Regions from separate parts of the Cyprinus carpio genome. Here region 1 is linked to region 2. The links are chromatin contacts, called in public Hi-C maps. All regions are on one chromosome and are shown on one strand. Each heading gives the region's core, a stretch centred on a gene start, on an enhancer-like site or on the middle of the called end of the contact. The rest is flanking DNA. Distances are from core to core; before and after follow the strand shown. Region 1 holds the start of LOC109075182 (synaptojanin-2-binding protein-like). Region 2 overlaps LOC109100421 (phosphofurin acidic cluster sorting protein 2-like).

Region 1 (6,382 bases), core at 3,086-5,585, 34 kb before region 2:
TTTGTTTATTTTAATAGTATCAGTTACTAAAAGTTAATACTAATAAACATGATTAATATTTAAAAAGTTATAGGTATCATCATATTGCGCATCCCTATTTTCAGTAACACAATATACAGTAACAATATACAGGCCAATTTTTACATATGTTTTTAGTGTAGACACCTGTGGCAACTGTTGAAGAACTCAGATAACTTATGTGTATGTGTGTGTTTTAGCCATTGCCGTATGATCTTCCGCTGCATGCAGGGATAATGCCCTGCCTCGTGATTACTATAGTGGGTGAGCCAGTACCAGGAGGAAACAGGTAATAAAAAAACAAAACAACAAGATGCTGCATTACCTCTGCGTGTCCAAAGCAAACTCTCACTTCTCTTTTCTCAGGTTCCATGTAGATTTTGTGAGGGGGCATGACGTGGTTTTCCATTTCAGCCCTCATTTCCATGAGAACACCATCGTACGGAACACACAGCTTGGGGGCTGCTGGGGTCCGGAGGAGAGGCACGGAGGATTTCCCTTTGTGCAGGGCAGACAGTTTGAGGTACAGCATTCTGATTTACCCTTAGAGAAGGAACTTAAAGGAATAGTTCACCCAAAGATGAAAATTCTGTCATTATTTTCTCAACATTAAGTTGTTGCAAACCTGTATGAAATCCTTTCTTCACAAAAAAAATAAAAAAATTTAGTTGTTTTGGAGAATGTGAATAACCAAACAGTTTCTGGTCCTCGTTGACATGATTTTTTTTTTCCTATGGAATGAAATAGAATAGATAACCCAAATATGAAAATAATTTACTCACCCTTAGCCAATAATTTACTGACCTCAGGCCATTCAAAATGTAAAACAGAAAACATAAAATATAAAATTAATCAACACTCCAACTGATCACTGACGTCTGATCAGATTAAGAGTCCAAACTGCTTATAAAAACAAGTTCCTTGCTTGTAATAAACAAATACATCAAAAGACATTAAGATTTTAACTTCAAACTGCTGCTTCTGGCTAAAATATGTGTCCTCTATCCATAGTATTGCTTTCTCCAGTGAAAGTGTCATTTCTCCTGAAGCAGAGGAGAAACATGCGCACATTAAGCACCGTTTACAATTGAAAACAGTCCATAAGAGTTCTAAACTAATATGTTGGTAAATTTTGATATGAGACGGAGGATGGACTTTTTTTTTGAAGGAAGCATTATTATAAATGATGCACTTGCATTTTGCCCAGAAGCGATGGTTTAAAGTTAAAACATCTTAATGATGGATGTGTTTCTTACAAACAAGCAGCTTTTTACTTCACATGATGTTAACTGTTTGAATGAAGTTGTTCACCGCAGAGGATCCATTGGTGAGCAAGTGATGTAAAATGCTAAATTTCTCTAAATCTGTTCCTGTGACGAAACAAATTTATCTACATCTTGGATGGCCTGAGTATATTTTCAACTAATTTTCATTTTTAGTCGAACTATTCCTTTAAGCCATATTGGACTTCAGTTGAGTTTTCATAATGTGTTTGTGTGTGCAGCTGAAGATCCTGGTGGAGGCGGATGGGTTTAAGGTGGCTGTGGATGGCGTTCATCTGCTGGAGTTTGAGCACAGAACAGGCGGGATGGAGGATGTCACTCACCTGCACATCGAGGGAGACCTCGTTCTGTTCAGCGCGGCCCCCAGCATGATCTAAATCCCAGGGGCGTAGGAGCAGTTTGACAATGTTGAGGAGACACATGTAGTCATTGGTCCTTGAAAAGTATAGATTATCTTCAGAAAGCACCATAACTGATAGTTGATAGTTGAATGATGATAGTTAACCTTTTGCATGTACACTGCTGTTTAAAAGTTTGGGATCAGTAAGATTTTTAATGTTTTTAATGGAGTCTCTTGTGCTCATCAAGGCTGTATTTATTTGATTAAAAATACAGAAGAAACTGCAATATTGGGAGATATTATTTCAATTTCTAATACTGGTTTTATGTTTTAATATACTTTAAAATATAATTTATTTCTGTGATCAAAGCTGAATTTTCAGCATCATTGCTCCAGTCTTCAGTGTCACATGATCCTTCAGAAATCATTCTAATATGCTGATTTATTATCAGTGCTAGAAACCGTTGTGCTGCTTCATGTTTTATTTTTATTAATTGTTTTGGAAACTGATACTTTTTTCTGGATTCTTTTCTGAATAAAAAGGTAAAAAGAACAGCATTTATTTAAAATTAAAAATCTTTTCTAACAATGAGTCTTTACTATCACTTTTTATCCATTTAACACATCCTTGCTGAATAAAAGTATTCATTACTTTCAAAAAATGTAGAAAAAAACTCCAAACTTTTGAACTGTAGTGTATATTGTAACACAAGATTTCCATTTTAAATAAATGCTGTTGAGTAATGATGCTGAAAATTCATGTTTGCATCACAGGAATAAATTATGTTTTAAAGTATATTAAAATAGAAACTATTATTTTAAATTGCAATAATATTTCACAAAATAACAGGGTTTTTTCTGTATTTTTGATCAAATAAATACAGCCTTGATGAGCACAAGATACTTCGGTAAAAAATATTTAAAATCTTACTGATCCCAAACTTTTGAACGGTAGTGTGTTTGACAAATTTTGTAAAAACACAACGTATACTGTTCCAAACACACCTAAATTATTACCTTCGGTATTAGCATGGTATAGTACCAAGACCCATGAGGGGTCATAAACTCTTATTCAGGAAACTGCAGACCAGAGCTGTGACACTGTGCTGAATTACATCAGATCGAAATGGCTGAATATTACTTTATTTGGTATGGATTTTGGAAAATGTTCATTATTTTGAATAAAACCATATTAAAGAAATAATTAGGATAATGGAGATAAGTAAATAATTATGTCCGAATAAATGCTGTATTACCCTGACTGAAATGTGCTTGGTCATATTATATTCTGCATGTTGACCTGAGATAAGAGGAAGTAATTTAACATAAAAATTACAGTTGTTAAGATGAATTTTACTGTGAACTGTAAGTATGCACTTCTGCCATGTCATAAAATTGTGCCTTTGTCACATACGATTTGTATCTGTGTGTAAGAATTAGCTTCTGAATTTGCTATTTATTACCAGCACTTCACATTTGCATTTATACATTTAAAAAAAAAACACCATCTTAAATTTGCATTTGTACCACTGACAATTTGGTGTACAGCTGAAAATGTCATGGATGAACCATCACAATGTTGTGCAAAGAGCTGTCAAGAAAGCATGCATGGATGCTTACTATTTAGGATAAAAAGTATAACCGGGGAATGTGATTACAACTTAATGTTTTATTTTACTCACCACATAAATAATATTTACAATCATTGACTGATATGGTCACTTTTATTAAAGTGCCCCTATTACGCCATTTCCAATATTGCCTTCATTGCAGTGTGTAATGTAGCTGTATGTGAATGTAAATGATCTGCAAAGTTGTAAAGCTGAAAGTGCACGATAAATAAAGTTATTGCTTGCATCCTAATGTGCATACTATATGTGATATTAGTAATTTTCAGTACTATTTAGGGCAGACAGGCTGGATAGTATGCACATTGGGACGCAGGGATTGACTCCAAAAATAAAGAATCGACTCTGAACAGCTGAAATGAGTCGTTAGTTATTCGAATCCCACTTCCGTGATGGCTACACATCACAGGGTAACACATTAGCATAATGCAAGCCTATGTTCTACGCTGGCTGGCCGCGAACAACTTGACCCCACCAACAAACAACGACTTGTGCAACAGGGCCTAGCGAAAGTACTTAATATTGCTTTAAAAAAGTACTTAAAAGCCTGGTTTCACAGACAGGGCTTAGACTAAAGTCACTTTTATTAACATGCCATAGGAGAAAACATTACTGGTGTGTATCTTGAGACAAAACAAAGGCACTGGTATGTTTTAAGATCAGTCAGTGCAAATGTCTTTCAGCTGAAACAGCTCAGACTTACATTTTAGTCTGGGACTAGGCTTAAGCCTCGTCTGTGGAACGGGGGAAAGTATTTTAGCAGAACATAACAAATTTGACAAATAAAATGTACTGGGAATATGTACGACTTGTCTGTATAATAGTTTAAAAAAAATTTTTTTAACCAGGGCAGGAGATATAAGTTAATTTTAGTGTGTTATTTAATATTACAATGAAATTACAATAAACATCCTTATAATTCTAATTTAGAAGAAAAAAACGCACTTAGCATCAATATGTGCCAACATATGACTTTTAATGCCACGCTGGAGTGTCAGGGAACACGTTATGATGTAATGACTGGATCTATTTTTTTTGTAATGAGTCGATCTTCTCCTCGCCGCAGTCTCCTCCGCAGTGCACCGTGAGAGTGTTCCGGTGCTGTCCGTTAGGTGGCAGTGGCGGCTGCGCACGTATCCCGGCGGCATTAGAAGAAGCAGGCGGAGTTCCGCACGCTTTAGGAGGTTAGCTGGTCGGGTATTAAAAGTGAAACTTTTCCGACATCATGAACGGATCCGCACACAGCGCGCCGAGCGTTGAAGAAATTACGCTGAAAAGAGGCCCGGCTGGTAAGTTTGGCTGTCTTCGACTTCCCCTGCTCTCTGCTGGAGCTGTGCGAACCGAGTTCATCCCGGCGGTTCGGTTCTGCTGGGTCGGCCCGCTCCCGCAACAAATGCTGACATAACTGGCTCCATGAACCCGAACTGATAACCCGGTCCCGAATGTGCTCCGCAAACGATCAAATCGGGTTTATTCAGAGGCGTTTGTGTTGTTATGAAAGCGAAAGTTCAGTTGAGATCACAACCAGCACAATACACTATCAGCATTATGGACCGACATATAAACACGGACACATTTCTGACAGATTCAAGCACACTATATATGGCTGTTATTGAAGATTTTCATGAGTAGTGGGTCTGGTTCCGGTCCGTCAGTTCAGTTTCTGAGAGCTGAGACTTAATTTGATTAAAGTGTTATATAATGCGTTGTTACCTCTGCGAGGTCATGCACTGGACTGCTTTGATAGCCCTGGACTTTGACTTGTGATTAAAAAGTATGAGTGTAAAACAAAAGCAGAAACATAATACGTCATCAACACTATGGGTCAAATTAGTCAGTTTAAATAATATCAAATTTTAAGAATTAGAAAGAACATGTCCTGTTTCCAGTCCCCCATTTAGACTCCTTTACTGATATAATATTTACCACATGATCGTACAATAAAACAATATCTGGTGTAAAAGTGTCCACTAGTATGCAGTGAGGCATGACTGCTAAATTTAGATCTTTTTTTTTATTATTATTATTCCAGATTTTGTCTTACCAAACATATTTTGATTTATATTTAATAAATTACATTTTATTGTCGGCATGCTATTCTTTATTTAGTTTTTAAATCCATAGTGTATATGTTATTGTGATGGATTCATGCATGTAAATGTTGTTGTTGTTGTTTTTTTCTCGTAATGTTTAATTAGAATGCTATGGTTATTCTGGTGAAAATGACAGACATCAGGTGGTCTTTTATATACTTAATATTTTCAAACCTTTTTTGATGACTGATTACTAAGGAATAGTGAAAATTTGCTAAAAATGTACTCATCCTTGAGGCATCCAAAATGTAGATGAGTTTGTTTCTTCATCAGAACAGATTTGTAGAAATGTAGCATAACATCTCTTGCTCACCTGTGGATCCTCTGCAGTGAATGGGTGCCGTCAGAATGAGAGTCCAAACAGCTGATAAAAACATCACAATAATCCACACGACTACAGTTCGTCAATTAATGACTTTTGGAGTTAAAAACAGTGAGTTTGTAATTAACAACTGCATCATTAAGATGTTTTAACTTTAAACTGTCACTGCTGTCCAGAATGTTCTCTTCTGATTCAGACGAGATGACTAACATTTTTTACATTATTCATCAATAAGGCCTAAATTATATTATTAGTAAATCATATTATTTGTGGTAGATCTGGAATGTGTTGTGGTGCAAGGATTGCATATGACAGTGATATTTTCCATGTGTCTCGTTGTTCCTGTGTGTTCTTAAGAAGTGACGTCTGGCTGGGATCATGTCTGTTTCTTCCCCCTTCCCTATTTCTTCTTCAGAAATCACATTAAGTCTGTGTGAACGTATATCAGGCTCAGTTTAATCATGTAAGTAGTTCAAACACGTGCTGTGTGTAACATCCTCTCTCTCTCTGTCAGGTCTGGGGTTTAATATAGTGGGTGGGGTGGACCAGCAGTATATTATGAATGACAGTGGAATCTTTGTGGCAAAAATCAAAGTAGACGGAGCGGCTGCACTGGATGGACGTATGCAGGAGGGAGACAAAATTCTTGCGGTAAAACCACTGTAATTTACTGTACATGGTTAACAAATCGTACTTAA
Region 2 (6,073 bases), core at 2,090-4,589:
ACGATAACTTAAAATAACTTATAGACTTAAACACTGCTTAGTGTGTGTGTGTGTGTGTGTGTGTTTCCTCCATCATTAACACTTAGGATTATTCAAGCCTTTGAAATCGAGCTAATTAGGACCAAGCTGACCTTGTTAGACTAGTGTGTGAATGTGTGTGTGTTTTTAGCTTCTGCAAGTAAATGTAGGTCAGCTCTCAGGGGTTTACTCACTTTCAGACACATGCAGAATATTTGGACCGTCTTTCTGATGAGATCACATGAACAGCATGGAAACTGCCCTTTAAAACACTTGGAAGACACACATAAACAAAAACTATGAAATCCAAATAGATTTGTGGCTTTTAGTCCATGTGGTAGTTTTGAGGCAGTCGACTTCAAGTCTCTTCAAGGAAAAATGGACTCCAAATATTGATGACTCATCCTGCACTACTCAATTTTCTGTCCAATCAGATGCACTCTAGAGTGTGAATGTCCCTCCCAATCACACTATTTGCAGCTGTGTAGAAGACTTATGGCAGTGCTGTAACTATATATTTTTCTATGTTAAATTCTTTTCTTTAAACAATATATTTTTCAATATATCTTCAAATCGACCTTTAACCTGGGATATTTATAACTTTTTTTTAGGTAAGGGAAAAGTTTTTTGATATGTCCCAGCAGAACATCCTGTTTTTTAATAGGAATTGCATCAAGAGAGAAAACTCTTTTCTTGAAGTTTTTTTTTGTTTCATTAAAAAACTTATATCCTTAGGTGTATAATTAATTATTAATTATATTAGTATTATTTTGTATTATTGTTATAGTATTATATTATTAACTAATATTTGAATAAGCTTTTCTTTTTATTTTTACAGTTTTCATTTTAATTTTAGTTTTATTAATTTAGTTTTGTGATTTTGACATTTTTATTAGATCTTTGTTGTGATATTTCTATTTTGCTTTAAATGTTTTTTTTATTTCAGTTTTAATAATTTTAATATTTAGTACTTCAGCTTAAACTTATTTTAGTTCTAAATTAGATTGAAGTTATTCATCTAATATTTATAGTTTGTTTATTTCCGTCTTTTTTAATTAATGAAAACAATTTTTAATGGTTTAGTTTTAGTTAACAATGCCAACACTGATCATAGTCCCGCTCTAAGTTTGCTGCCACTAGTGGAGGAAAAATCATACCTTTGACCTTCAAACTGTAATCATGGCATAAGTTATAAGGTATTTCTGTGTATGTAATGGTTAAATGTTGTCAGAGCTGCAGGTTTGAGGATGTAAATCTACCAGCAGTGTCTGTGTAAGTGTTATGAAATGTTGGTGTCAGCTCTTATGTGTACTAATGCATCGGCTAGCAGTGTTCTGTCCGGGCCCGTAACCTGAGCATGGTTTCACCCCTTAGCACTGCCCTTTCAGACTTACAGTTACAGTAGATGTGCGTGTAACCTGAGTGAGGGTTTCTGATGAGAAACGAATGAAATTGATTTTGCTTTAATTCCCTCTGTGCTTTCTGCCAGAGAGAAACACACACAGTCTCTGTAGGAGAGTGTGTGTAATGGAGATGTGATTGAGTTTGGATCCAGCTGAGTGGAGTGAGACATGTTTATCTTTAACTCCAGAGAGGATGAACAGTCTCTGTTCTTCTGCGAGAGGTCATTGAGGGCTGTTAGGTCTTTATAGGAGGTTATACATAGTTATAAGAGAGGTTTGATTGACGTGAGTGTGTGCAGTGACACACACACACACACACACACACACACACACTCACACCAGCTGAAATAATCAGCCTTTGTACTGAGAAAACAGAACATAAAATTGTCTGTGTGGCCATTGTTTCCTGTCTCAATAATCAACCTCTCACACTGCTTTCACTAAAATCAATGATTTTTACTTCATGTATTTATTCTAAATATAGTGTGTTATGACTGTTTAAAACTACAGTATGTAATTTGTTGAATGTGTGATTAACTTGAAATATGGCTGTTTTTACAGGGTGAACCTCAGCCAAATTTAACTTCAAAATACATGTTTTTGAAATTAGATTTGCATAATTTTCATTATAATTAAATAGATAATCATCTTCCCCCAATTATCTTTAGTGTACTACCATTTAAAATGTTCATTCTCATTACTGTAATGCGGAAACAAATACGTTATTTAAATTGTAAAATATATTTCTAAAATAAAATAAGAAGTCTTCAACACATGACATTTATCTATACTGTAATGTTATGCTAATTTTCATTTAGGAAAATCATGCCTAGACAGAAATGATTTTTACTGTACAATGCTGCTTAAATGCAAAATAATTTTTTTATTTATTTTTTTATTTTTATCATATTAATATATTAGTTCTGGGCTAATGTTAGTGTGTGTGTATGTGAGAGAGAAATGTGTATATGTTAAGTCTACTCAAAACCACTGTGTGTTCCTTTGTTGCGGTCAGAATTAGCATGCTAATCGCTCAGGGAAGAAGAATGGCTTTTGTTTGTGTGTGTGAGTGTGTGTGTGTCAAAGTGAGAATGTTGTGTGAACAATACCAGCCTTCAGATCACTCAAGAGATTGTACTGTGTGCCTCTCTCTTTCTCTCTTCCTTGTCCTCATAGTACCTGGTATGTGATTTGAATATATAAAGTGTTTCTCATTAATATTCTATGAGGTGGATGCATATGGGTCCGTTTCCATTGGCTTCCCTCTCTGTACAAGCTGCTCTGGGGCCTCTAGGGGCCTCTCTGGTCCCTTGATCACTTCCCTCTCGCTTCATCTCTGCTCTGACTCTCTTCCTGCATTATTGACGTTATCTCATTTTCTCTCTGTGACAGGGTTCTCTCCCTCCACAGTCAGTGTGCAAAGGGACATTTCACCCAAAAATGAAAAATCTGTCATTTATTCGACCTCATTGTTGTTCCAAATCAATAAGACCACAAAAGGAAACAGAACACTCACATTCTTTTCCAAACTATTAGTAAATGTGCTTGTCAAGCTCCTTAAATGACAAAAATTACCATAAAAGAATCATAAAATTGTATATTATATTAAAATATTCTGAAGACATTCATTAGCTTAGTGCGAGAATCAAATGGGATTCTCTTGCAATTTGAATATGCGCATAAATTTGTCCCGCCTGATTTGGCTAAAGGGAAGATTCTAGGCAAATAATGACTTAATGTCTTTTTTTTTTTTTTTGGTCTGCTAATCCTTTAATTCTGGAAATGTTTGGCTCTGTGATGCAAATGTGGCAGTTTTTAGATTCTTTCCTCATTTGCATTGTCACTGTATGTGTTAAAGGGTGGATGTCTCTCAGTGCAGTGTTGAGGTTTAAAAAAAAAAAACATACTCCGAATTCGTGCACACACACCCGGAGTAGTGGGCAGCCATTTATGTTGCGGGGCCTGGGGGGGGCCTTGCTCAAGGGTACCTCAGTCATGGTATTGCTGGCCCGAGACTCGAACCCACAACCTTAGGGTTAGGAGTCAAACTCTCTAACCACTAGGCCATGACTTCCCCAACACTGTTTACTGCAGTGTCAGAGTGAGGGTGTGTGTTTACTATGTTCTAGTAAAACGATTTTGGCCCATTTGAATGGTTCCTCGTGCCTAAAATGACAGGCACTCAATGGAACGTTTGTAAACAGTTTTGCATGCAAGTTTCCAGAGGACTGAAATCCCTGAACCCCACTTTATCAATCCCATGAATTCCAGCTGTTTTCTGGACTGATCTGTCCCATTTGAAAGCTGCTGTGTGCCTGTTTTCAGCTACAGACCTGATTCAGTCTTGTAGAATTTCTCCCAGCTCTAGAGTTCTAGAGTTTAGTTTGGCAGAAGTTGTTCTTAGGAAGATTGAGTTTTCTTTAGAAATTGAATGTTCATACAGTGCCACACTGATAAGAAACTCAGGATATAGAAAACAAGATTATCTACTCGCATCCTGTTACAGGAACAAACATATGGATCACATTCCCAAACATTTACTGATAAACAGCAAATGAGTGCCTGTTTGTTAACCAACTGTAAAGTGAAGAGATAATTCACACAAAAATGAAAATTTTCTCCTTGTGCTGTTGTGCTGTATGGTACTTTTTCCACATGCTCATTGCCAAGATTGCTTCCCGATTAGCCAGATGTTATGTATAATCACTTATTTGTGTAAATGAGGCTGTTGTTTCTATCTGTAGGCTGTGTAGTCTGACTTTGAAGAAGCTCGTGGTGATGAAGGAACTTGACAAGGAGCTGATTTCTGTCGTCATTGCAGTCAAGATTCAGGTTAGTAATCAGCTTCATAAAGTGTGTTGTTTAGAGACAATAGACCTGTTCTAAGAGGGTTACAATACATGAGAAATGAATTAAAGTGCATAATATCGTAAAGTGTAATAGTCATCAAAAATAAACTTTTTGTCAATACAGAATGATGATACATTTTCAAAGTCCAAGGTCCAAAAATCTTTTCAATAAACAAAATCCCAAATTAAGTGGATAATTGTTTCTTCCAAGTGATGACAGAAGAAAAAATTGGGTGAAATACAGATAAAGAGACTGTTTGTGCCTGTAGGGCTCCAAGCGAATCCTGCGCTCTCATGAGATAGTGCTGCCCCCTGCTGGTGGGGTCGAGACTGATCTCGCTCTCACTTTCTCACTACAGGTAAAGATATCTTCAAAACACACTTTGTCAAATTGCTCAGTCATAAATGGCTCTGAACTAAAACTTAGTGAACTGCCTAGTTATATACTGCTTAGATTGATTTATTAGGAAATTGAGTTTGATGTTTTTCTTGTCTCTCTCCTGTGTATACATGTTTGAATGTGAGTAGTACCCTCATTTTCTGAAACGCGAGGGAAATAAATTGCAAATCCTGCTTCAGCGGAGGAAGAGGTACAAAAACCGAACAATTTTGGGTTACAAGACTTTGGCTGCTGGTTCTATAGACATGGCAGAGGTATTTTGGGTTTCTCTGGGGGGTTAATAGTCACTTTTGAAGCATATACAATGCTTGAATGCTGATGTGTGTGTGTGTGTGTAGGTGATGCAGCATCCTGCAGAAGGTGGGCAGGTCTTGGCTCTTTGCAGTAATCAGAAGGAGTTTCTGGGTAAAGTTGCTGAGATTTGGATCTATTCCCTGTCCAGTCAGCCTATAGACCACGAAGAGGCAGCCATTCTGGGACAGAAAATCAAATGTTCTGGTAAAATCATCCATACATACACATACATTTTTCATTAGTCTATGACATGTCACTGGCAATAACAAATTGTGTTCTTTATGCAAGATATGAAGTTATACACTAAACAGGTGTTTTTTTTTTCCTGTATTGTGTATTTTAGTGTGACTGGTGCTATTGGCACCTTATCAGATTTAAGCATGAGTTACTGTGCACATTATTCATAAAATTACAAAAAGTTTATTAATGATTATTTAAAATATACAATATATTCTGTTTCAGACCAGACATACAAATGATCTTTTATAATACCAAACTCATCATTTAAAGCTATTGGTTTCATATATATATATATTCTTTGACCCTGATGTTTACTTGAAGTACACCCTGAGATTTTAAGTTTTTTTTATTTACTTTTTTAAATGTACTTATTTATTTATTTATTTATTTATTTATTTATTTATTTATTATTTTTTTAACTTTTTTTAGCTGAAACCCTCATGACCAAACCTCAGTTTGGGAGACCTTCATTATATTGCCCTTTTAATGTCCTTTTATTTTTTTAATTTTCTTATTTAAAGCACAAATATATCTATTAATGTCCATTTATTAGTTATCAAGCATTATTTAAAAATCATTATTGGTTTATCATATTAGCCAAAATGTCAGTAGCGATACATCACTAGCTGGAACACTGCACTGACCAATCAGTATTCAGGACTGGGTCTTTCCTTTTTCGTTTTTGGACTTGGTAGATAATTACTCAGAAGAAGAGTATGAAAGCTTCTCATCGGAGCAGGAGGCCAGTGATGACGCAGCACAAGGACAGGTGATTACAAACACCACACAAGCAAAGCAACCTCACGTCCCTCTTTTTCTGCTGACTCATGTAAATACATGCTCCTCAGGATCTTGAGGATGACGAGTAC

Evidence for each region. Hi-C and Micro-C count contacts between places; a contact is called where the count stands out from the background.
Region 1: a contact with region 2 is called in a Hi-C map of red blood cells, with 4 times the contacts expected there. The contact joins the promoter of LOC109075182 here to the enhancer-like site in region 2. A contact is called at or near these places in 2 of 8 Hi-C or Micro-C datasets (liver and red blood cells).

What each region holds. Positions count from the first base shown.
Region 1 is chrB13:23,025,159-23,031,540 of ASM1834038v1, reverse strand. It overlaps LOC109075182 (synaptojanin-2-binding protein-like), which reads left to right and starts at 4,335. Exons shown (of 4, transcript XM_042737341.1): 1 at 4,335-4,558; 2 at 6,199-6,335. The coding sequence starts at 4,495. It overlaps LOC109075184 (galectin-3-like), which reads left to right. Exons shown (of 6, transcript XM_019091120.1): 4 at 219-307; 5 at 385-541; 6 at 1,523-1,877. The coding sequence ends at 1,678.
Region 2 is chrB13:22,990,552-22,996,624 of ASM1834038v1, reverse strand. LOC109100421 (phosphofurin acidic cluster sorting protein 2-like) reads left to right here. Exons shown (of 25, transcript XM_042736129.1): 2 at 4,166-4,253; 3 at 4,540-4,629; 4 at 4,799-4,924; 5 at 5,009-5,168; 6 at 5,900-5,973; 7 at 6,053-6,073. Among protein-coding and RNA genes, the nearest start is that of LOC109100421, 12 kb to the left of the region's middle. Within about 2 kb of position 3,339, at least 4 of the 8 cell types and tissues checked have an H3K27ac peak or open chromatin away from gene starts, as enhancers often do.